Linked DNA regions of Sus scrofa: regions 2 and 3 are each linked to region 1. The links are chromatin contacts, called in public HiChIP or PLAC-seq maps. All regions are on one chromosome and are shown on one strand. Each heading gives the region's core, a stretch centred on a gene start, on an enhancer-like site or on the middle of the called end of the contact. The rest is flanking DNA. Distances are from core to core; before and after follow the strand shown.

Region 1 (4,135 bases), core at 404-2,903:
TGATGGTGAAGACAGCTGCTCTGGGGCTTGCTTCGTGCCTCCTTCTCCCACCCCACCCCTGCCTGGCAACAGCTGCCTCAGCACCCCTGAGGCCAACTGAGATGGGCTGAAGCTCCTGCAGCTGGTCCTGGACGGGAACTTGGAGGCCTGACCATGGGCAGAGAGCTCCCTGTGCGGGCCCCAGGCCTGGAATGCCCGCTTGTGAAACTTGAGCCAGCTGACCTTTGGGGCACGGCATGAAGTGAAGGCCGCCTCTGCTTCCTTCAGAGGCTGCCATGGAGGGAGCCTGGTGTGGCGAGCAGGGGCTGCCCATCACAGTGCCAGGGTCACCCTGGGTTTGAAGCCATCTTCTTCCCAGCTTGCTGCATCCTCCCTTTAGCACCTCCACCCCAAGTTCACAGCCATGCTCACAACCAGCAGTCACATAACAATAATGACGACAACGACGTTTACCCAGCTCCCACTCTGTGTGACACAGACATGGTCCTGCTTCATGGTGCCTCTCTCAGGTCCCACCTCCATGGCTACCTGTACCTTCTCAGTCTCCTGGGCTGGACCCCCTCACCTTCCCAGCCTCAGCCCAACACAGCAAAGGCTGAGGGTCAACTATATCTCATTGATCTTTTGATGCCACCGTATGCCACCTCCTGGCACAGTACTTATGCACCTGACTGTGTGGTGTCAGAATGTAAGTGCCAAGGGAGCAGACGAGGCTCAGAAGATAGATATTGAATAAATGAAGGGAAGAGGAAATGGAGGCTCAGAAAGGAAAAGACACTTGCCCAAAACCACAAAGCTGGAGAATAATGGAAGGAAAGTTTAAATTCCATTGTCTCCGATGACTGGAGCCCCTGATACCTGCACTGCCATCCCCTCTTCTCTGCTACTTAACGGCTGCCTTCCCTTGCCCCACATATCTCTACGGGCGGGGCGGCGGGGGGGCTTACCTGGTTATCAGCTATGCCTCTTCCCCACTCCCACCCAGGTAACAGCAGTCTCCTCCCGCCTCCGTCCAGTTGTGGCCTTTCCTAAGAGGACAAACCTGCTGAAGGACACAGAGACCATGTCACCCACAAGAGGTCCACACCAGAAGAGGAGAGAGCCCCATTCTGCTGACTCCTTCCGAAAGCCTGGGACCCTGTGCACAGTAGCCTTTGGAAGACAGGCGAGCTGGCTCTACCTGTCTTGCAGATTCAGAATCTAGGTCATTCTGCTCCCTCCCCTCCTCCTCTGGAAGACAAGCCAGATTTCTCCTAGGGTCTCAGAAGGAGAGAGGGGACGGCAGGAGAAAATGTTTTAGCGGGACCCACACCCTGCCTGCTGCTGTCAGGAACATTTCATTTTGAAGCCAATATAATTTATGAGATGCAAATGGATTTAGCATTAAAAAAGAAAAAAGAGAAAGAAAGACTTGGAAAAGGTACAAAGTGCACCTCACACCCTTGTGCTGAGGCTTGTTTGGGGCTCCATTAATCATCTCAGACAAAAGAGATTTCATCTGCGGCTAGGCAATCTGGGAGCCCCCCTGGGGGCCAGCTGAGAGCAGCGGGCACTGACTGCAGGCCTGGCCTCTGAGCGGCTCCGGCCTCCGCTGCCCAGCACTTGTGCTGAGCTCTGGTCTGAGTCACGCACTAGATGAAATTACAGAGGTTTCTGCACATGATGAATCAGAAAGCAGGATCAAGCCAAATATTTGGACAAGCCTTGCCCCGCGTGGAGCAGGAGGGAGATGGAGCCGCCAGCCAGAAGCCTGCCAGCAGCCTTCCCAGAGATGGCTTCTGACAAAGTGCCGCCGTGGGGCAGGCTACTGCCTAGAAGGGTGTTAGCTCCATCCATTAGGGCAGCCTGCAGCTGGATCTCTCAGCCAGGTCAGCTCTACAAAAGGGGCCTCTGAGCATCCCAGGGCCCTGAGCCCTGATTCAGCCTCACCCTTGGAGAAGGGGGGCTTGTGCGAGTGCGGCGTGCAGGGTGGGGGAGGAGATGGTTTGCTTTGAGTCACCCCATCCGCCTTCTTTTTTAGGAGTCATCGGGGCCAGGGCGGCAGGCAGCGTTTCCTGCAGCAGTGAGCTGGGGCGACCACGCGTCCTCCCACCGCTCCTGCCTGGGCCAGGGTGGGGACGCAGGCAGACACGGTGGCTGCAGAATGGGGAAGGAAGTGGAGCCCTGTGCCCTGTGCCAAAGATTTGCTGCTGTGAGGACCTTCAGGAGAGGCTAATTGCCATCCTTTAGAGCTTCAAAGCCAAGAGTTTTCAAAGCTGTTCAGAACAGCAACAAAAGCCCAGTAATAACAATGCTACCTGAGGTTTGTCTGGAATCTTTATTAATCTTTAAATTTAACTTTTGAAAGATATCAGTATTCTTGGGGTTATTTTAAGCTACATTTTCCCTTTGCTGGGAAGCCCTCAGGAACTAAACCAACTAGTCTGCCTTGGGAAGAAAAGACAAAGCTATGCAAGCAGAATGTTGATGTTGATGAATGACAGTGGTAGCGCCCAGCCCTATGATCCTGGTGAGAATGTCCTGGGTGAGCCTCGTGGGAACCCCTACAAGGTGGCTGCTATTATTTTCCCATTTTGAAGATGAAGGAACAGGCTTGGGGATGTTCTATAACTGACCAAGACCATATAGCTAGTAGATTGCACAGCCAGAATTTTATTTGTTTATTTACTTAAAAATATTTTTGTCTTTTTAGGGTCGCACCCGTGGCATATGGAAGTTTCCAGGCTAGGGGTTCAATTGGAACTGTAGCTGCCAGCCTACATCACAGCCACAGCAACACCAGATCCTTAACCCACTTGGCAAGGCCAAGGATTGAACCCGTGTCCTCATGGATGCTAGCTGGGTTCATTACCACTGAGCCACAACGGGAACTCCACGCACAGCTAGAATTTAAACCCCAACAGTCAGACACCCAGATTATATTCTGCCTCCCAGGAGCTCTCCTGGTTGCAAACCCATTTGCAGAGCGACCATGGGAACAGGGTTGTGTGATCCCTATGGTTCTAATCCTCAACCAAGTGATCAGACCTTGAAGAGACCAGTCTTGATGGCTGGCTTTGAGACCCTGGCTTGCTCTCAAAACTTGAAGGAGTCTGAGGGGGATTTGGCTTCCTCCTAGGTCAGGGAGTCCTCGTGGGTCAACCAAATAGTCCACGTGGGCCAGCCCTGCTTGCTTGGAGACAAGACTCAGCAAAGGTCATCCTGCCCAGACACCGTCTGAGACAGCAAGGCTGCTGAGCTTGCATCCGGAGAAGGTCTGCATTCTGGAGTCAGGGAGCTCACAGCTCTGGCCTCAACCACTGTGAGACAGTTGCCGTTCCCGCTGCCACGAGAGCCTCAAAACTTGTGGCCTAAGAAACCTATTTCATTATGCACATAGATTCTGTGGCTTGAGAATTCAGATAGGGGAATTTCAGATGGAACTTGGTTATACATAAAAAGAATTCACTGGCTTTGTGATACTGGGGGTCTTGTCTGGTAACACTTGAAGATGTGGATAGATCTGGGAGAGGGGGGATCTATAGCTGGTAGCTGGAATCATCTGGAGATGTCTTTGCTCTCATGTATGGTGGTTGATGCTGGCTCTCACTAGAATACGTACACATGGCCTCCGGTGTGGCTTGGGCTTCCTACCTAACAGCATGGAGGCCCTAGGGGAGTCTACCTTCTTACAGGACAGCTACATTTGTTTGCTAGGGCTGTATCACAAAATACCACAACCCAAGTGGCTTAGAACAACTGAAATGGATTATCTCATAGTCTGGAGGCTGGAAGTCCAAATTCAAGGTGTTGGTGAGGTTGGTTCCTTCTAAGACCTATGAGAGAAGGGTGTGTTCCAGGCCTCTCTCCTGAGCTGGCAGATGGCCAACTTCTTGTGTCTTCACACCGTCTTCCCTCTATGTGTGTGTCTGTGTCCAAATTTCCCCCTTTTATAAGACTACTGGTCATATTGGATTAGAAGCCACTCTACTGACTTCACGTTGACTTGATTACCTTTATAGAGACCCTATTTGCAAAGAAGCTCACGTTCTGAGGTTCTAGAGGATTAACACTCCAATGTGTGAATGGGGGTGAGTAGGGGAATTCAACCCATACTAACAACTCAGGGCTCCAAAGGCAAGTACCCCAAGGGAAT
Region 2 (3,586 bases), core at 622-3,121, 180 kb before region 1:
AGGGCCAGACAAGTGGACCAAATGTTGTGGTCTGCATTGAGACTCCAGTAGGATGGATAGTTGAAGTAGAGACAGACTGACTGAGGGAAGCTATTTCTGTTTGTCCCCCCACTCCATTGTGGATCTGCTTCTCTTCACTGATGGCCAGATCTTGGTGGTGGGAGTTGATCAAAAAGAAGATAAAGGCTCTGGGTTTTGGCTGACACATGATCACCAAAATGCATTTTGATGTCCTATAGAGATATGAAAAAATATATAAAGAGATTAGATGAAAGAATAACTAGACTTTTGGATAGTAATAAGAGTTCTTCCATGTTTTCTTAATAAATATGAATGGATTTCTGTATTGCTGAAGGTTGGGATTAAATATTGTGAGCATCTTTTTTTTATCATATCTGATAAGCCATTCAGGGCCTATCATAACACTTAAATTTTGTTATTTAATTTTTCTATAATTTCTAAATGCTGATATTTAAAAAGCTTCCATCCATATAGAAATACAGATTTCGTAGCAAATAATTTTAAAATTCTTTCATAAAATTAATGTAAAATAAATACTACTTCGAAATTTATCAATATTTAACAAAACGTTTATAAGAAAAGTATAGCTATTGCTAGAACTAAAATTCTCCCAACACCTTTAGGATTCAAGCTTTAGCTTTTGGCAAACTATTGGTAGTATGTTTAAAATGCTTTATAGAATGTTAATTAACAACCACTGTCTTTTTAATCCCCTTTGATATGCTACTTAGAGACAAGTAAAATTTGGAAAGTGGAAAATAATGTATTTTTCCTTTTGTATTTTTATGTCATTTTAAAATAACTTTGAAAATAAACACAGTGGCTTTTCTCTTTTCAAATCCTGCTTTTTCTTTCTCCATTTAAGTCTCTGAATGCTCTACTTCATTTCTCTAAACAGTGCTCTACATAAAGTGTGTTAGTAAATATTTGTAAAAATTGTGGTGAATAATTTCCCATTTCTCCTCACTGCTTAGGAAAAGATGGCAGTATTTTACCATCAGTCATTGAGATGTTAAGCCTTGATGGTAGTAGTTAATTTACTTTCAATGTAATAATTAAACCTATTCAGAAGAATGCTTTTGTTAAATGTATTTCTCCCTTTGTCTTCATTTAATTATTTCTTAGTATTGCTCCTTATTAGATCAAATTATTTTGGTTATCTCTAATTAAAAGTTAAATATCTGATAATGATCTGGCTCTTAGGAATACACGCTCACTAATGATGCTGAGCCTTTTCTCTCTGCTGTTAGCCCAGACAGTGCCCACTTTGGTTTCCTAATTTAGTAACAGAAATAAAACTATGCACGACTGGGCAGGTTTGGTATGCCGGCATCCAGCCAGGAAGCATGGGTTTCTTAAGCAAATGGACCTATGGGGATTTGCGGAAAACAGAGATTAAGTTACATGAGCTTTGCACTTTGCAAATCCCTAACTATTTAAAGGAACTTGGCTAACCCACTGCTACCTAAATAAAACTTAATTTTGTTTAAACACACAGACACACTAAATGAAGTTTTATTTCCTTTTCCAAAATTACCCTTCATCTTAGTGCTTTTAATTTCATATTTTTGTAAACTTTTAAAAGCACTTTCTCTTTTAGTAAACAATGCATCAAAATTAGTTGTTAAATCTATTCCGTTATTTTGTGCATCTGTAATACCTTTCAAAATAGCATAATATGAAGAGTTGATAATATGTATAGGTAGCGTGTTTCTCTATGAGAAAATGAAAGTAAGTTCTGACAGAGATAAATTGAGAAAGGAAAAGCCTGGTTTTACACACTGTCTCTGGCACTTGCTTGGCTGGGCAGCCTTGATTGCTGCTGTCTTCTCCACCACCATGGGTATTGTTAGTGCTCCACTTCATATGGCATTCACTGTGATCTGTGGATTTGCAGGGGTTGCTTCCTGGAATGTTTGAACACAGGCTGCTCTCCTGTCTGCTGACACTTTTCCTTTCTGCTGCTGCTTCTTATCTGGCATATTTCTGATTTTTTCTTCCCCTCACTCCCCAAACTTGTCTTCTTAAGGTCCATTGCCTCTGAATTTGAGGCCCAAGGATTAGCCCACTTCTTTCCCCTTTCAAACCTTTATGTGTTCCTTGTAGCTTCTTGCCTTTCGTTGACAGATGAGGGCCAGCTGTCCACTCTGGTGATCTTTTTTTGTTTTTTTGTTGCCTTTAGACTATTTATAAACACTGGAAGCATATTCTGAAGTGTAATTTTGTTGAAAGAGAGAGAGAAAATATGACTAAATGAGGATCTCTCACAAGACTTTTGACATACAGGAATGAACAGTTAATTCCAGGACATGGGAGAATATCGGTGGTGAATGGAGAAGGATACAGTGTGCATTATAATAATCCTTGGAGCAGTATTCATTCACAATTAGAACAAAGTGGATTTAATATAAACTTAAGTAGTCAAATTACATTGACTTTAGGATTAATATGATTTCCCACTGTATAAATGCAATCCAAAAATATAAGAATACTAAACATCACACATTTTTTGACATTTTTTGAAGCTTCCTCATCTGTAAAAATGGTTTTTAAAATGATCTGTTCCTTGACTGTGGTGAATTTCTGTGTAAGGCAGATACACAGTCTTAGCTCATGATTCCCTTCCTTACCGCTTCTCTGCCTTCCTGTGCTCTTAGAATCCACATCCAGTGGAGACTGGCTCATAGTTCCTCTGCTATTGGACTTTGCTTTGCTTCCTGAGAGAGAAGGCCCTGTTCCAACAAGGTTTCCCTGGCAAAGGGATGGGGAGGGGGAGGTCTGTGTTGTCAGAGACTTAAAGTGGCCTCTCTTGGTTACTATGTAATTCTGAACAATAGTGATTATCTAGTATGCAGATATTTTTGCTGTGTCTTAATAATTTTTATTTCATAAATGTATTTATGCTATTGTTATTGCTAAGAATAATAATCTTAACAGTTACTCTAAAAAGTGTTAACTCTCCAGATAATCAAGAGATTATTATTATTGTCAGTACATTTACTAATTAAAGTAGGCCAGACATGCTAAATGCATAACTTTTTTTCTTTGTTAGTTGTCAGAGTTATCAGATGGAATAGATATTACTGTTTTTCTTTTTTCTGTTTTTTTTTTTTAAGTTGAGAAACCTAAAGCTTGGAAAGAGTAACTATCCTCCCTGAGGTTACATAGCCATTAAGTGGGGGGATCAAAGATCCTAATCCAGTTCGTTCAAGTGTTAAAAATGTAAAAGTTGGAGTTCTTGCTATGGCACAGTGGGTAGAAAAATCTGCCTGCAGGTGCTCTGGTCACTGAGGAGGCCTGGGTTCGATCCCCAGCCTGGAGCAGTGGGTTAATGTATCCGGGATTGCTGCAACTGGCTATGGTGTAGACCTTAGCTCTGGGTCAGATTAAGTACCTCACCTGAGAACGTCCATGTACTGTGGGTACGGCCATAAAAAAAAAGCAAAAATTTGTTTTTTTTGTTTTTTGTCTTTATTGTCTTTTAGGGCCTCACCAGCAGCCCATGGAGGTTCCCAGGCTAGGGGTTGAATTGGAACTGTAACTGCCAACCTATGCCAGAGCCACA
Region 3 (4,179 bases), core at 190-2,689, 240 kb after region 1:
TCTGGAAATCAATGGCCTTGAGATTGGGAGCTGTGATGGGTAGAACCAACATATTGGAATCTCACTGTTAAACACACACACACCACCACCACCACCACCACCACCCTATCTTGAGGTCACACCAGGAAATTTCTGGGGAGATGGAAGCTGCTGCATGGATAGAGCCAGGCCAAACCATATCATTCTGTATTTTTCACATAGTATTTGACTCTTGAATTTTCAGTGACCAAATCTGTGAGAACAAATTAAGTCCAAATTAGGTATCTGTTTCATAAAGTCATTAAAATTTTTACCTTGATGCTGAGACTAAAATATATTCCTAGTTGTCATATGTTGACTTTACCCTCAATTACAGAATCTCAAAGATAAGTTTTTAAGTATTTGAAAACTATGAAGTCTAGTAATCATAAAAATAAACATTTGTAATTAAGAAACAAATATATGACCAAAAACTATAAACAGCTATTCATAGTTCTAAAACTTAAGCTAATTCAGAGTCTAAAACTTAATCAGTGTAAAATGCAGAGCTTTATGTATCAGAACCAAAATACAATCAGAAGCACAATCTGTTTGATTTCAGCAAGTTTTTCAAATTAGCTAGAGCTCTAAAATGTAATCATAGATGTCTCTGACCCAAAATGAGTAAGGACAGATGCCCTGGAGCCTACACTGAAGATTCTCTTAGAGCCAGGCCACAGAGATTCCTCTAGAAGCCTTACAATTCTGGAACAACTTTACTTCATGACAGCTCTGGGGGAATAGCTGTGGATAAAAAGGAATAAATAAGTTTATCCTTTTTTTAAAAAAAACAGTTACATAAGAATTTGGGGCCATAGGGTTTCTTAGAACAGTGATTTAAGGATACATTCTTACATTTCTGTTGTTCAAGCACTTCCGAACTATTACCTTACTAGGTTACCTTACCTTAACAGTAGTAGTACAAATCAGGCAGCACAGTGATCACTATCCTCTCTACCCTGCAAACAAAGAGGTTTTGGAGAGGTTGAATGATTTTCCCAGTTCTTAGGAACTATGGGACAAAAACCAGCATAACCATATACAGAATGGTCGGTCTTTCCAACATCCTCTAACAAGATTGGAAAACTTGTTACAAACTGAAAGGAAATAAACTGAGATCTGATCCTGATCGAATGATCAGTGTTCAGATAACTAGATCTACCCAAAGGCCTTCATTTGATTACCCTTTGAAATGGTAATAGAGAAAATTGAATCACATTCTGACTTTATAATTTCTAAGGCTCCAAGTTATACTTTTACTTATATGGTTTAGACCCTCAAATGTCAGTTATCTGGCTGTAATTTCTTCCTTTGAAAAAACTGACCTTGGAGTTAGGCTTTGGCCTTCTTGTGTTCTAATCACATGGAACTCAGAGGCAGTTCTGTTCCTGATCCTTCATTTTAGGAAGTGTTCACTTAAGGCAGTACAGTAAGAAACTGCTCTGTCATAGCCCTACACATAGAGAGAGTGATGACTACCTTAAGCTGACTTGATTATTTAATACTTGATTTTTTTTTTATTTCCTTCTGTAGATGGGATACTGTGTAGGTGCTGTCAGTCAGCAAGCATTTACTATTGTTTCATCCACAGAGCTTTTCCTTTCTTAAAACAGGAGACTGTGAAGGGAAGGGATACACATCTGAATCTGTTGTTAAAAAATAGGTCATGGTGGATGATGTTGAGAATGAGGGAAGCTGTGCCTGTGTGGGGTCAGGGAGTAAGTGGGAAATCTCTTTACCATCCCCTCAGTGTTGCTGTGACCCTTAAACTGCACTTTAGAACAGATTTGTGGTTGCCAAGGGGGAGGAGCAAAGGATTGGGAGTTTGGGATTAGCAGAGTCAGACTATTATATAGAGGATGGGTAAACAACAAGATCCTACTGTGTAGCACAAGGAACTATATTCAGTATCCTGTGATAAACCGTAATAGAAAGGAATATGAAAAAGAATGTGTATGTATAAACCGAATCACTTTGCTATACAGCAGAAATTAAACATTGTAAATCAACTGTACTGCAATAAAATTTTAAGAACTAAAACTGAAATAAAATATCCTTCTACTTAAAATAAAACTGCACTTTTAAAAATGTTTATAAAAGTATCTATCTACATACATACATATACATATATAATACATATATATCTGTGTGTCAGCTGTAGGATCACAAGGAAGTAAATAGGAATACAAGCCACACTTAAGTAAGCATGACTTAAAACCATGTTAATATATAAATGGTGCAGATAAAAGTAGTTTTGATTCTTATATTCTCAAGAACTTATCATCTCCATGTATACAAATGGCTTGCTACCTCTGGGTATTTAAAATCCACATCTGCTTTATTTCAGGTCACTGACATCTTTATAGCAGCATCAGGTCCACCCCTAATGCAAGTTTCTATCTTAAGGATGTATCTTGGACATCAATAAACTCTATGAAAAGTACTTTAGGGGAAAATGAACAATAATGTAAAATATGTTCCTTATAATTAAATATTTAGTTATTCCCATTAGTATTTTTAGGGCTTTCATATCATCACTGCTTTAGGAAATAATGACATTCACATCATAAAACTGTGAAAAATGTCACTTGTAAATTGAATGTTATTTTGAAAATATTAAGTTTGAATATAAATACTCACAGAATAGCACTTTTACTTTTTTCTGCTCTCTCACAGAATACCCAGAGGATAAGCAGTTCTCAAGCCCCCCAGCCCCTAGCTACCCCAGTGGTGTCTGTGACCACCCCAAGTCTGCCTCAGCAAGGGCTGGTGTACTCAGCAATGCCAACCGCCTACAACACCGGTAAGCCTGCTGTTACCTTTTGTTGGTTTTATTTCTTTGTTTTTGCTCCATATATGCTTTTGTGATTTTTTTAAAAGTATGTTTATTGAAATGAATTATTTCCAGTTTCTTAGATTCACATTTTACATATGTTTAAAAAAAAAAAAACCTGCTAGTCTTAAAAAAAGTACACATTTGCCATAGAAAGATTTCCAAGTGTGAACTTTTACTTACCACCTGACAAAGAAAAACTAGCTGTCATGAAAATTACGGTGAGCAGCAAACCAAGGAATACACTCGACATTTTCTATGCAGTTCTCATTATGCAATATCTCACTCTCTGAGGCCTGTGAAATAAGGTGTTTTCTATACATTGTTGTGTCAGTCTACTTTGGGGAAGACTGAATCCCTTTGGACCTGAGGACTTGAGAGGTGGTAGCTGGGTGGCTGGGCTAACGGGTGGTGGTTTCCTCCATGTGACAACCCACTTAGCTTCTGTTGTTTGTGCCTGAGGGGCAAGACCAGGAGCTTTTTTGTTTCTCCTCAGTCAGTCACTTCTCACCTCCAAGTGGAGCTTTTTACTCATTCATGTTTATTTAGAGATTTCATTCTCCAAAATACTACTTGGAGGGTAAATTAGGCAAATTTAAGAGTGCTGCACTGATTGGAGGGGTGCTTGTAACCATGCAGGCTGTGTAGATAACCCAGTGTGGGCAGGTTTTGTTTAGATTTGCCATTCTTGGGCATGCAGGAGACATGTGTGGTTTCACTATCTCACCAGCTGAGCCAAACACCTGAGCTTCAAAAGAAGGAAAGACAGAAATAGTTAAAAATACCTTGCCTGTTTTTCAGAGATTACAGTGCAGGGAATTTATTCTTTTGTGATTCTAGTAAGTAGACTAATAAAGATCATGTAATTTTAGACTCCAGGGTAAATGCTTTCCACTGCTCTCTGGAGCTCCCTGAGGGGTACAGAGCCATCAATCCATTTGATTGCTGCTTTAATCCCAAATCATTCTTTTAAAACAGAAACAAGTGTAAAAGGTTTTGTTGAAAAAGAAAAGCCTCTTAGGAAATGTCTACCGTAACCTTTACCAACAATCAATATTGAAAAAAAAAAAAAAAAAGTCTAAATCTAGAGTAAAGCCAGGGATTATGCCTTCATAGAAATCATCCTGATCACCAGCTATATGAGCGATGCTATTCTAGGGACAACCTTCTCTCCCACATTTATTCTAGGAAAGGAGGCAGGACACACCTAAGTTGGTAAATGTGGGGGGAAATCCTGAGTAGTGGAAGTGACCAGCTCAAACTCTGATCCCGAGAAGGCAGAAAAGAGAGAAATCTCTGAGCTGGAGTATTCAGAGGAGTGCTGGTTG

Evidence for each region. HiChIP or PLAC-seq counts read pairs in DNA pulled down with a chosen protein or histone mark.
Region 2: an H3K27ac HiChIP or PLAC-seq map of skeletal muscle shows a contact between it and region 1. The contact joins two enhancer-like sites. A contact is called at or near these places in 2 of 47 Hi-C or Micro-C datasets (embryonic fibroblasts and skeletal muscle) and 1 of 2 datasets of contacts at active chromatin or transcription factors (skeletal muscle).
Region 3: a contact with region 1 is called in an H3K27ac HiChIP or PLAC-seq map of alveolar macrophages. The contact joins two enhancer-like sites. A contact is called at or near these places in 1 of 47 Hi-C or Micro-C datasets (skeletal muscle) and 2 of 2 datasets of contacts at active chromatin or transcription factors (alveolar macrophages and skeletal muscle).

Annotation. Positions count from the first base shown.
Region 1 is chr1:138,256,243-138,260,377 of Sscrofa11.1, forward strand. It overlaps LOC110261474 (a long non-coding RNA gene), which reads left to right. Exons shown (of 2, transcript XR_002345600.1): 2 at 986-2,560. Among named protein-coding and RNA genes, the nearest start is that of MEF2A, 140 kb to the right of the region's middle. Within about 2 kb of position 1,654, at least 25 of the 83 cell types and tissues checked have an H3K27ac peak or open chromatin away from gene starts, as enhancers often do. A contact at or near this core is called in alveolar macrophages and skeletal muscle, where this site is marked.
Region 2 is chr1:138,079,445-138,083,030 of Sscrofa11.1, forward strand. The region is part of intron 5 of LRRC28 (leucine-rich repeat-containing protein 28); the gene reads left to right. Among named protein-coding and RNA genes, the nearest start is that of LRRC28, 83 kb to the left of the region's middle. Within about 2 kb of position 1,872, at least 25 of the 83 cell types and tissues checked have an H3K27ac peak or open chromatin away from gene starts, as enhancers often do. A contact at or near this core is called in skeletal muscle, where this site is marked.
Region 3 is chr1:138,499,237-138,503,415 of Sscrofa11.1, forward strand. MEF2A (myocyte enhancer factor 2A) reads left to right here. Exons shown (of 10, transcript NM_001097421.1): 8 at 2,695-2,821. Among named protein-coding and RNA genes, the nearest start is that of LYSMD4, 66 kb to the right of the region's middle. Within about 2 kb of position 1,440, at least 6 of the 83 cell types and tissues checked have an H3K27ac peak or open chromatin away from gene starts, as enhancers often do. A contact at or near this core is called in alveolar macrophages, where this site is marked.